Linked DNA regions of Mus musculus: all the other regions are linked to region 2. Evidence: chromatin contacts called from public HiChIP or PLAC-seq and Micro-C data. All regions are on one chromosome and are shown on one strand. Each heading gives the region's core, a stretch centred on a gene start, on an enhancer-like site or on the middle of the called end of the contact. The rest is flanking DNA. Distances are from core to core; before and after follow the strand shown. Region 1 overlaps Ambra1 (autophagy/beclin 1 regulator 1). Region 2 holds the start of Chrm4 (cholinergic receptor, muscarinic 4). Region 3 overlaps Ambra1 (autophagy/beclin 1 regulator 1).

Evidence for each region. A called contact is a pair of places that touch in the nucleus more often than the background predicts. HiChIP or PLAC-seq counts read pairs in DNA pulled down with a chosen protein or histone mark.
Region 1: a Micro-C map of the G1E-ER4 cell line shows a contact between it and region 2, with 2.6 times the contacts expected there. The contact joins the enhancer-like site here to the promoter of Chrm4 in region 2. A contact is called at or near these places in 7 of 39 promoter capture datasets (the 3T3-L1 cell line, HPC-7-derived erythroid cells, hematopoietic stem and progenitor cells and 3 more), 3 of 484 Hi-C or Micro-C datasets (CD4 T cells, the G1E-ER4 cell line and trophoblast stem cells), 7 of 115 datasets of contacts at active chromatin or transcription factors (CD8 T cells, differentiating embryonic stem cells, effector CD8 T cells and 3 more) and 3 of 9 other capture datasets (adipose tissue, liver and pancreatic islet).
Region 3: a contact with region 2 is called in an H3K27ac HiChIP or PLAC-seq map of stem cell-derived anterior neural progenitor cells, with 8 times the contacts expected there. The contact joins the enhancer-like site here to the promoter of Chrm4 in region 2. A contact is called at or near these places in 5 of 39 promoter capture datasets (the HPC-7 cell line, hippocampal neurons, liver and 2 more), 2 of 15 datasets of contacts at CTCF or cohesin (CD8 T cells and pro-B cells), 9 of 484 Hi-C or Micro-C datasets (the HL-1 cell line, cerebral cortex, embryonic heart and 5 more), 5 of 115 datasets of contacts at active chromatin or transcription factors (embryonic forebrain, embryonic stem cells, memory CD8 T cells and 1 more) and 3 of 9 other capture datasets (adipose tissue, liver and pancreatic islet).

The regions. Positions count from the first base shown.
Region 1 is chr2:91,834,516-91,837,864 of GRCm38.p6, forward strand. The region is part of intron 11 of Ambra1 (autophagy/beclin 1 regulator 1); the gene reads left to right. Among named protein-coding and RNA genes, the nearest start is that of Chrm4, 86 kb to the right of the region's middle. Within about 2 kb of position 1,361, at least 64 of the 459 cell types and tissues checked have an H3K27ac peak or open chromatin away from gene starts, as enhancers often do. A contact at or near this core is called in CD8 T cells, the G1E-ER4 cell line, adipose tissue and 1 more, where this site is marked.
Region 2 is chr2:91,920,814-91,924,303 of GRCm38.p6, forward strand. Chrm4 (cholinergic receptor, muscarinic 4) reads left to right here and starts at 1,376. Exons shown (of 2, transcript NM_007699.2): 1 at 1,376-1,530.
Region 3 is chr2:91,851,663-91,855,225 of GRCm38.p6, forward strand. All of the region lies in intron 11 of Ambra1 (autophagy/beclin 1 regulator 1), which reads left to right. Among named protein-coding and RNA genes, the nearest start is that of Chrm4, 69 kb to the right of the region's middle. Within about 2 kb of position 1,314, at least 17 of the 459 cell types and tissues checked have an H3K27ac peak or open chromatin away from gene starts, as enhancers often do. A contact at or near this core is called in hippocampal neurons, stem cell-derived anterior neural progenitor cells and stem cell-derived epiblast-like cells, where this site is marked.

The sequences.
Region 1 (3,349 bases), core at 111-2,610, 86 kb before region 2:
ATCTAGTTAGGATCAACATTATCTAGGAATTTACCACAAATGCAGATGGAATGTACCCCAGATGCATCGAGCCAGGCACTTTGGTTTTAGGATTTAGGAATTTGTGTTTTAAAATGTCTTCCTGGTGCACTTTAAAATTTGAGAACCACTGTATAGAATAACTCATTAAGCCAGGGGCTCAGGCAGAGGCATAAAGGGTATATATGCTAGAAACTCACGAAGCATTTGTGCTGGAGAGAGAGTTCCTGATGGAGTGATTGATTAGGAATGGGGGAAAGTGAATTAGCTCTTAATCACTTCATGGACACAAAGCTGGCATATCAACTCTGTAAGCATTTATCAAGGTTTCTTTGTTAGATAGTTCAGGGTAAAGAATGTGGTAGTACCTGTGTGAGCAAGGTGCTGTGTCCATCTAAATACATAGTCTACCATCATAAATAGCTGCAAGAAAAGTAGATACTATGCTAAATGCTAAAGTAGCAGCAGAAACAGAAGCTGTGAGCTCAGAGGTCCTTAAAGCTTTTCCAAAGTAGAAACACTAGCTCATGTAGCTGTTATGCTGAAACAGCAAGTTCCTGTCAAGAGTGTTAGCATTTCAGTCCCAGGAGAAGTTGACCTTTTAAGCTTGTGGTGGTTTGAATGAGTAATGTCCCTTATAGGCTCAAGCCTTTGAACAGTACTTGGTTGGTGGTAGTGTTTGGGAGAGATATTGGAGGTGTGGTCATGCTGGAGGAAATATGCCCCACCTCCAGTCTCTCTGTTTTGTGTCAGAAGATGTGATCTCTTGGCTTCCTGTTCCAGACACCATGCCTGCCGCTTGTTGCCATGACTTCTCACCACTCTGCATTCTCCCTTTGAAACCATAAACTCTTTTTCTATTAAGTTGCTTGTGGTCATTTTAACCATTTGCTTCTGATGTTTTTTACCACAGCAACAGAATGGTAACTAAGACAACCTTTCTTTCAACTTTTAGTCTTTCTTCCTACTTGTCCTATTTGATCCTTTAAAAAAAAATCTGTATAAGACCCCACTGTTGATTTGTATTTTTAAGTTGTCATCTTCTGGGGCTTCTGTAGACATAATATAATCTAAAGATTTAAGACCCATGGTTGTCTTCTGTGCTGGCTAGTTGTGAGTCAGTTTGTCAAAAGCTAGAGTCATTTGGGAAGTGGGGAACTCAGTTGAGAAAATATCACTACCAGACTGGTGTATGGTCGTTCTTGAGAGGCATTTTCTTAACTCGTGATTGCTGTGGGAGGAACCAGCTCATTGTGGGCAGTGGTAGCCCTGGTCTGATGGTCTTGGATGCTATAACAAAGCATCTGAGCAGGCCATGATAAGCCAGTCAGTAAGAAGGGTTCCTTCCTCACCTCTGAGTTCTTGCCTCCATATATCTGCCCAGACTTCCTTTGGTGATGTGGAAGTGTAAGCAGACTAAACCCTTTCCGCCCTGAATTGCTTGTGGTCTGGTGTTTTATCACAGCAGTAGAAATCCTAAGACCTGTACTTAGAATTACTGTTCATTTTGATTGTGCTCACTGAGGACATCCTATATCCTGAAATGACCCACTCTAATTCCCAGAGTTCATTACTTCTCTGTTTATGATATTATATATGATTTGTTTATGATATGATATGCTTTGGCACATTTGCACCCCCTAGAATAATTAATCCAACGATCTTGAAATCTGCTCAGAGGATACAGAAGAGTAATAGCCAAATATGAGGTCAAATGGAGGCAGGTATAATATTCATTTCTTTGTTTTCTTTTTTAAGATTAAACTTTCTTTGGGAGCAGAAATCTATTCTAAACTCAGGAAAAACTTGAAACAGCTCTCTTTGCTGTCTTGATTTCTCCATCAGTTTTTACTTGTTGAAAATACATGCTAAAAGGTAACAATACACATAGACACTCCATTATGTCTTTTTTTAAAAGATTTATTTATTATTATATCTAAGTACACTGTAGCTGTCTTCAGACACCCCAGAAGAGGGCATCACATCTCATTACTGGTGGTTGTAAGCCACAATGTGGTTGCTGGGATTTGAACTCAGGACTTTCGGAAGAACAGTCAATACTCTTAACTGCTGAGCCATCTCGCCAGCCCCTCTCCTTCATGTCTTAAAAATGATCGGTGGTGGTGGTGGTGGTGGTGGTGGTGATGGTGGTGGTGGTGATGGTGGTGGTGGTGGTGGTGGTGGTGGTGGTGGTGGTGGTGATGGTGGTGGTGGTGGTGGTGGTGGTGGTGGTGGTGGTGGTGGTGGTGGTGGTGATGGTGGTGGTGGTGATGGTGGTGGTGGTGGTGGTGATGGTGGTGGTGGTGGTGGTGGTGGTGGTGGTGGTGATGATGGTGGTGGTGGTGGTGATGGTGGTGGTGGTGGTGGTGGTGGTGGTGATGATGATGTAGATGATGTAGTATGTGATGTACCACAGCATACCTGTAGAGGTTAGATGAACAGACTTGTAGAATTGGTTCTCTTCTTCTGTCTTTTTCTGGGGATCAAACTCATGCCACATGACTTGAATACCAAGTGCCTTTATCTGCTGAACCATTTCATTAGTCCTCTACCACTTTTTTTTAGAACCTTAGGCTCAAGTTACAATTTTTCTTTTTCATGGCCCCAGAAGCCTTATTTTATTCCAAGCTGGGTAGAAATGCCATGGAAGCTGACAGACAGCACCTCTCACTCTCTATACAGAAGTAAAGACAACCTGTGGGTGTTTTTTTCCTTTAAGACTTGCTGATCCACAAGGTCAGGTCTTTCCTGGGTCCCTGTGGCCTCAACTGGAATAGCCAACATAAATATTTTGGTAAAAGTCTAATGTAGAAAGAGATATGTGTAGGTGACTGACTAATGACTTTTTTGGACATTGGGGGTGTTTCTTTTGGTTCCCTCTTGTCACTTTAGTGCTGACTTGTTATATCCTATAACCACATCTTCCCAATCTGTAACAACCTTCTCCTTTTTAAAAGTAGAATTTTTATTTTATTTTTTTGCCAGGCACACACCTTTAATTCCGGCAGTCAGGAGGCTAAAACAGGTGTATCTCTGTGAGTTTGAGGCAAGTGTGGTCAACAGAGCGAGTTCTAGGACAACAAAGGCCACACAGAAACCTTGTCTCAAAAAAACAAAAGAAAAAAATAGTATTCTTATTTTTTGAGAATTCCATACATGTATATAATATTTTTTGTTTGTCATTTTTTATTTTTATATAATATATTTTGATCTTATTTATCCTCTTACCTTCTTCCAGTTCCCTCCTTCACAATGATCCATTTCCCTCCTAACATCCTGTTCTCTTCTCATTCTCATCCCACTGACTCCAGTTAGTGCATACCTCAGACAG
Region 2 (3,490 bases), core at 126-2,625:
AAGTGGAAGATGTCGGTAACAACTGAGCCTCTCCTCTCCTGTGAAGTGGGGGCAAGAACAATAGCACTTCCTTCATTTTTTCCTTCAGAGGATCATGGAAGACCAAAGCGCCCATGGGAGGGAAGATGGCTTCTCACACTAGCCTGCCCTCAACTTTGTCCAATGTTGACGTCCCTCTCTTCAGCATGGAGAAACCTGAACCAGGAGCCTTCTCTCACGGACTCTAGCTCAAGTCTCCACTCATTCATTCTCTGTTCCTAACTCCTCTGTCGTTACAAAGCTATCCCTACCACTACCACTGTCCCCAGGAGCCCCTACCAGCCCTTGCAGGAGAGTAGAGGAGAGCTGAGACTCAGGTGGTTTTTCCAAGAAGTCAGCCGGCTTAAAGTTAATTGGCTGTTGACACTCAAGAAGCTTTGTGGGTGACCGGTACTCAGGACCCCGGGCGCGAAGGGGTGCATTCAACCCTGGCTGGCGGGTGCTTGATCTGAGCAACTGGCCTTCGCACCAAGGACGTGTGGGGCTGTCCGAGGTGCTGAACCTGCCTACTTTGGGCCTTAGCCTAGTACTGTTGCGGGAGGTCTAGGAGACTGGACTTTCCTTCATGGCCTGTTCTGTCCCAGGTGACCTTGGGCACCTGGCTTCCCCACATAGGCAGCGATGAACTCATTCGCGGCTGGATAGGAGACTCGTGCCATCTTCAGTCTCACAGCTAATGCGCGTCCCTTCCCGGGCGTGGAGAGTGACAAGATCTTTAGCCAGGGTAGATGCTCGCCTGTCCAGTCTCACCTGCTCTTCCCCAGGCCCCGACGGCTGCAGTCTTTTGGCTGTCCAGCGGCTATCAGGCAGCGCTCTGTCCCGACAGAAGCACGTTGCTAGATCTGCCCCGCCGCACACCAGGGGCCTGTTGGGGCCAAACCCTCAAGACCAGGATTTAACCTCAGGCGGAACGACGAAGGGGCTACAAGCCGTGGAGAGGTTCGAAAACACTTCGGTGTCCAGAGTGCGTGGTTAGGGCGGAGGCGGGGCTCATAGCCAAGCTTGGCCGCCTGGTTCTTCCCCAGCCCGCGAGGGGGCGCCTAGTCCCCATGACAACGCGGACAGCCCCCACCCCACCCCCCGGAGGGCAGAGCCGGAGGCTAATCCTCCCTGGCGACTGTGGGCGGTGCCCTCGGTGCTGGAGTCCGGAGTTGCGGGCCATCTCCCGGGAAGGGTGTGAGCATCAAGGGTGCCTGACACTCCAGGTGGTGACCCCCGCGCGTCGCCGCTGGGTGACCGGCCCCGGGCGGGCGGTGCGTCCCCACCACGATTGGCTGCTTCCCTGTGACATCACGCGGCTCGGAGAAAAGTGCGAGCGTGAGCGCGAGTCGGAGCCACAGCGCCGGGAGCTGCAGGCGAAGCAGGGGCCGCCCCTTGGCACCCTGTCCCCGCCCCCGGCCCCCGGCCCAGTCGCCCACCCCACCGACTCGCAGGGCCTCTGGCTAGTTCCGCCGTCTGTCCGGCGCCAGCGGAGCAAGACAGAAGCAGCGGGTGAGTAACTCCGCGGAATCGCGGGGGCGGGGGGCTTCTATGCAAGATGAGGATGTAGGGTTCTGGGACCCCCTGAAGGTCTCCAGAGGTGGGTCGGGCTGGAACAGGGCCCCAGACCCCTTTGAAAGGCAAGCGCGGTGCGGAAGGGGCGGAGAGCTCAGAGATGGGGCACCCCTCTGGAAGAAGGACCCCAGGTCTCTAAAAGGTTTCTCTAGGTGAACCTCTAGGGATTGGTGATCATTGAGAAGGCTAGGGGAGGAATAGTCCCAGCCCACAGCCCAACCCCGAAGCAGAGCAGCCGTCGGGTCAGGACCCACACTCCCTCACTCCCTCCCGTTGGCTCTTCTTCAAGGCGCCGGAAGATGAAGCCCCAAAGCGCCCGTTTCCCGCCCGTCTCCCTGCCCTCCGTTCCCACCTTGGCCCACCGGGAGCCTCCAGTACGCTCTAGCCCGTTGGAGTCCTCTGTCCGCGACCTTGAGCCCCGACGGAAAACACCCCTGTTCTCTCCTGTTTCCCTTCCCCCTCTCCAGGAGTACCCTCTCTTTTACTCATCCGGGGAGATACATCTCCCAGCCCTCCACCCTCCCAGCTCTTAGAGGAAGTGTTAGGCACAATGATTTGGCCCAATATCCAGCACCCCTCTCTCTTCCCCTAAAGTACAGAGGCTTCTCTCCGCCTCAGGAACAGTCCTGGGGGCCATAGCTTTCCTGAAGTGATCACTTAATAATCGAAAATCTACCCCACGGGCGCCCAGAGCACCCTTTCCCGACTTGTCCCCAGCAGGGGTAGGGGCTCGAGAACCCGCGGAAGCACATTGCCCACGCCCAGAGACTACAGGAACTGCGTGCCTGGGGGTTGATGGGAGGGCGGGGCATCGGAGAACCTTGGCCCTTTCGACCAGGACCCAGACGTGATGGAGCCGGGAGATGGGCCCAAGGGTAAGCCCCGAGATTGTCTTTGAGATAGACCTGAGCCCACAGCTTGGGAACTCGGTGCCTATTTTGACTGACAGGACTAGACAGGGCCTCTCCAGGGGTTGCGGGTTGAAGAGTGAAGAACAATTTTACCCTCCTGACCCAGGCCTCGACTGGGCTCCCCGTTTGGAGGCTCTACCCCTGCCCTCAATGCGTAGGGCACATCAAACTGAGCTCGGTGACCCTCACGGCTCGACGACTATCGCAGAGGCTTCTCGACAGAAGTCAGCCCACTGCTGGGACTGCACGCTCTCCATTCTTGACGATGCAGTTAGGACCAGGTGCCTGGGGCCACTAAGATAATGGTTCCAAAGTCAGGGTTTCTTCGCAGCCCAAATTTTGCTCCTTTCTCAACCCTTTCCCCACCCACAGACCGGGCGCTTGCCGGTGGTTCCCGCCATGGGAACTGGTCATTCGCTGATAGTCCAGCATTTGCTCCCGCACACAAATTCGCGGTTACGGCCACCCAAGCTCTATGGCCAGACACGCACACACATGCACACGCACGTGTCCACATGGCGCTGGTATGCTCACACGTTCAAAGGCGCACCGGTATCCAGGCGTGGCGGGGCGCACACTGGCACATGCAAACAGCTACTAGTGTCTACTCGAGCTCCCGAGTAGTCACACACAAACACAACTCGCACTCGTTTTCCCACCTACACGTTCCTTGATGGGTGCCTTGCGGGGTGCGGGTGGAATCCCGACGCCCTAAAGTTTTTCATCCTCGAAACCCTGGCCGAACCTAAGGGACCTTTGTGGCAACCTGGGACCACGGAGACAGGCAGTATCTCCCTCCCTTTGCTCCTTTGTGGGAGAAGCCCTGCCCTGACGCTTTTCTGTATTTGCGGTTTACTCTGGGACTTGACGTGGTGAACCTCCGGCTCGGGGTCCGGAGCTGGCACCGGGGACCGACATTGCCATCTAGCGGTGCTCACAGGCCAGGGTGATGGCTGCTTGCCTTCTCGGATTCTAGATGGGCGGGA
Region 3 (3,563 bases), core at 64-2,563, 69 kb before region 2:
ACAAGGGCTAGAGGGAATGTCGATTTGTGTGTGAATGACCATATTTTTATTTTATTCAAGTATGGTAGGAACCACAAGTAAAGAGTTTTTTCCTATTAAAAAGTTAAGTTAGTTACAGCTTCCAAGAGAAGGGTCCCAAGGGGAGGAAGAAGGGTGCCATGTAGCGTATAACACAAGGCTGTCTTGGAAATTACAAGGAGGCAAGGGGAAAGCATAGGTTATCAAAGGGAAGAGTGAGTGAGGTAGAGTAGGTGGGCTGCGTAAAGCTTAGGACTCTGAACTATAGGAGGGGTTGCTAGTTGTCCATACCTTGCCCTGAATGAAAACTGTCTACTGGCTGGTTTGTATATTAAAGACATGTCTCTTGATATTAGCCCTGGGAGAACTAGTTCTTTGTCTGTAAGACCTGAAGATGTCAACGCCTCATAAAATACAGAAAAATTTAAGAACACAACTAATACATTATCATCACAAACACATGCATATAGTGCATTTGCTTCTGAGTAATTTATTTTGACCTTCTGAAGTCTGTTTGTAGACGAACACCTTACAACCTAATTTGGGCAGGGCGGTGTGGTGGTGTACGCCTTTAATCCCAGCACTTGGGAGGCAGAAGCAGGTGGATTTCTGAGTTCGAGCACAGAAAAAAAAAAAAAAAAAACTGTCTGGAATCTGGAAACAAACAAACAAAAACAGACCCCCCCCCCAAAAAAAAAAAAAAACCTAACTTAGATCCTGGGAACTTAATGTCTTTGGATGTTAATTAAGTTTATCTCTTAAAGGGGGGGGGGGGGTTTCCCAGTTAATTACCTGTTAAGTGAAAAGAGTGTAGTAGCAACTAACTGCTCAACTTCATGGTAAAGCTTTTCTTTCCACTTCCTTGTGAGGAGTTTGTATTTTGTGCCAAGAAGCTAAGCCTGCATTCCTAATTGCTGCATCCAGTCTGTGCTCGCAGGGCCTCCTGATGACATTTTAAATACATGGAAATTTTTGAATGCATGAAAACATCTAGTACTGATTCTCTGCTGCTTTTGCTCTGGCACCTGCTCTTCTCTTCTTGGAGTTGATCCCATTGCCTAATTCTGTACATTGTTTCCAAACCTTTCATTAACCATTGTTGGAAATTTTGCTTTTTAACCTCAGCATCCCTGCTTATCAGAAACAGAGCTCTCTCTGATGAGTAGGCATCTCCTAGAATGAAAAGCTCCCCATCTTTTCTTTTCTGACTTTTCAGAGCATGAAATGACAGTGCTAATCCTGTTGGCCTTCAGGCAGAAGCCACTGGTGAAGCTAACAAAAGAGGAGGCCTGCTCTCAGCATGGATCCTCCGCAGGCCATAGGAGGGAACTTTCACATTTTACCAACTTGCAGCAGGATATCTCCCACCCCAGCTTTGTTTTGGCTGCAGACATGAAAGAAGTTAATTCTTGGAATGTTTCCCCTATATGAAACCATCAATTTCTCTCCTTTCTCTTCCTTCCCTCCCACCCCCCTGCTGTCCTTCTTTCCAATAAGGTCTTACTTGCTGGAAAGTGATCTAGGCTGCAGCCTAGGCTGGCCTTGAATTGGGAGCAATCCTGCCTCAACCCTTTCAGTGCTGGGATTGCAAGCATGTACCCTCACGCTAGCTTCTCTTTCTTCCCCTTCACTTTGTCCATCCGTCTGTCCATCCGTCCATCTGTCTGTGTCTGTCTATTTTTGAGTGTAAAGAATCAATAAATAAAAACAATCCATTATGTATTGAAAGTATGGAATAATGCTTCCAAAGAGAAGATGGTGTCAAGTAGAAAGACTAGAAAAGGGGGCTTGAGGGTCCTTAAACAGGAGCTAAGAGGCACAGAGTTTTACTGGGCATTACAAGGGGAGGAGGGGTAGAGGGTAGAGTATCCATAGTAGGATTAGTGTGAAAAAAATATATATGGATATTTACATTTAATACATTAATGAATTTATTAAAACATTTAATAAGCATGAGTATCAGGAAAACAGGTTACAGAGAGATTGTTGAGGACACTGAGTAGCAGACAAGAAGTCTGCCTCGTTTCAAACAGTAGAGAGCCTTTGAAGTTTTTTGAGTAAATGAGTCAAAATTCTCCTTTAAAAATAATCAGTCGCCGGGCAGTGGTGGCGCACGCCTTTAATCCCAGCACTTGGGAAGCAGAGGCAGGTGGATTTCTGAGTTCGAGGCCAGCCTGGTCTACTGAGTGAGTTCCAGGGTAGCCGGGGCTACACAGAGAATCCCGGTCTCGAAAAACAAAAAACAAACAAAAACAAAAAGAAAGAAAAGAAAAAAGAAAAAAATCAGTCTTGGGGCTGGAGAGAGTTAAGAGTACTTCCTTCGTTCAAAGAACCCAGGTTCAGTTCCCTGCACCTACGTTGTGATTCACAACCAAAGAATCCAAAACCCCCTTTGGTCCTCTCTGAATACCCGTCCTCATATGTGTTCCACATACATATATACACAGGAAAAAATTTCATTCATTCATGTAAAATTAAGTAAATTACTCTAAAAAATAATAAAATAAGTCAGTCTTGCAGTTGGGTACCAGTGGCTCATGTTTATAACTATAACATGTATGGGTCAGAGGCGGGAGGACTATTCCAAGTTTGAGGATAGCTTGGTCTGTGTTGTAATTTTCAGGCCATCCAAGGCTACAGAGTGAATACCCTGTCTTTAGATTACATAATATAATAAAAATATAAATAATCTACCTGACTTGTAATAGAGTGAGGAGAGTACAGAGGAATAGGTAATTTTTAAAAGGAAGAGCCCATAATTTATAGAATTAATTATAAGACTCCTTTGTGGTGTTCTAAGGGAAGTTTGCCTATTTCCAGCTTTCTTTGTGGTGACTAACAATGGATGTGACCTTGAAAAAGCAGATGCTATCCCACCATGATCCACAGGATTCCTGACTTGATAGCGGATCATGTTTCCTAGTGGCACACGTAAACAGCTCTGGTAGGAAAAAAAAGGCACCAAAAATACATCGTCTCCCTTTGCCTTCTTTTGTAAAAATCTCTTTTGAAAGCTAGAAATTTGCCACCAGTCTTTCTTCAACATTTATCTAACCTGACATTTAAAATAAGCCTTTCTTGTCTTCAAGGTAAGATGTCAAAATAGCTGACCTGGCATGTTTATTCATGTTTGATCTGATCGATCATACAGTTTCTAAACCCTGAAGTCCATGGCCATAGATGGCCTGCTTTTATGCTATTCAAAGCTCGTGTGACTCTATGCTGTTCACAGGGGGTACCAAGGCAGTAGCTCAAGCGTCACATGGCATAAACTTGTTATTTCAAGACTAAAGATGTGTTTCAAGTGAGGAATTCCAAGTAAATAGAATGTAGTCTTTCTGCCTGCTTGGGAATTTAGATTCCGTATCCCAAAACACTTCACTCTAGCTCATTACTGCCTCCTCCACAGCTTCCTGGGCGAGTCTGAAGGTTGTAGGATACTGAAAAGGGCTTATCTTTGTTCCTTGTTGCTTATTGCTTCTTTCCTTGTGAAAAATTCTAAAAACAAAAACCAATTGCACGTGTAGATGTCTATAACGAGCGTT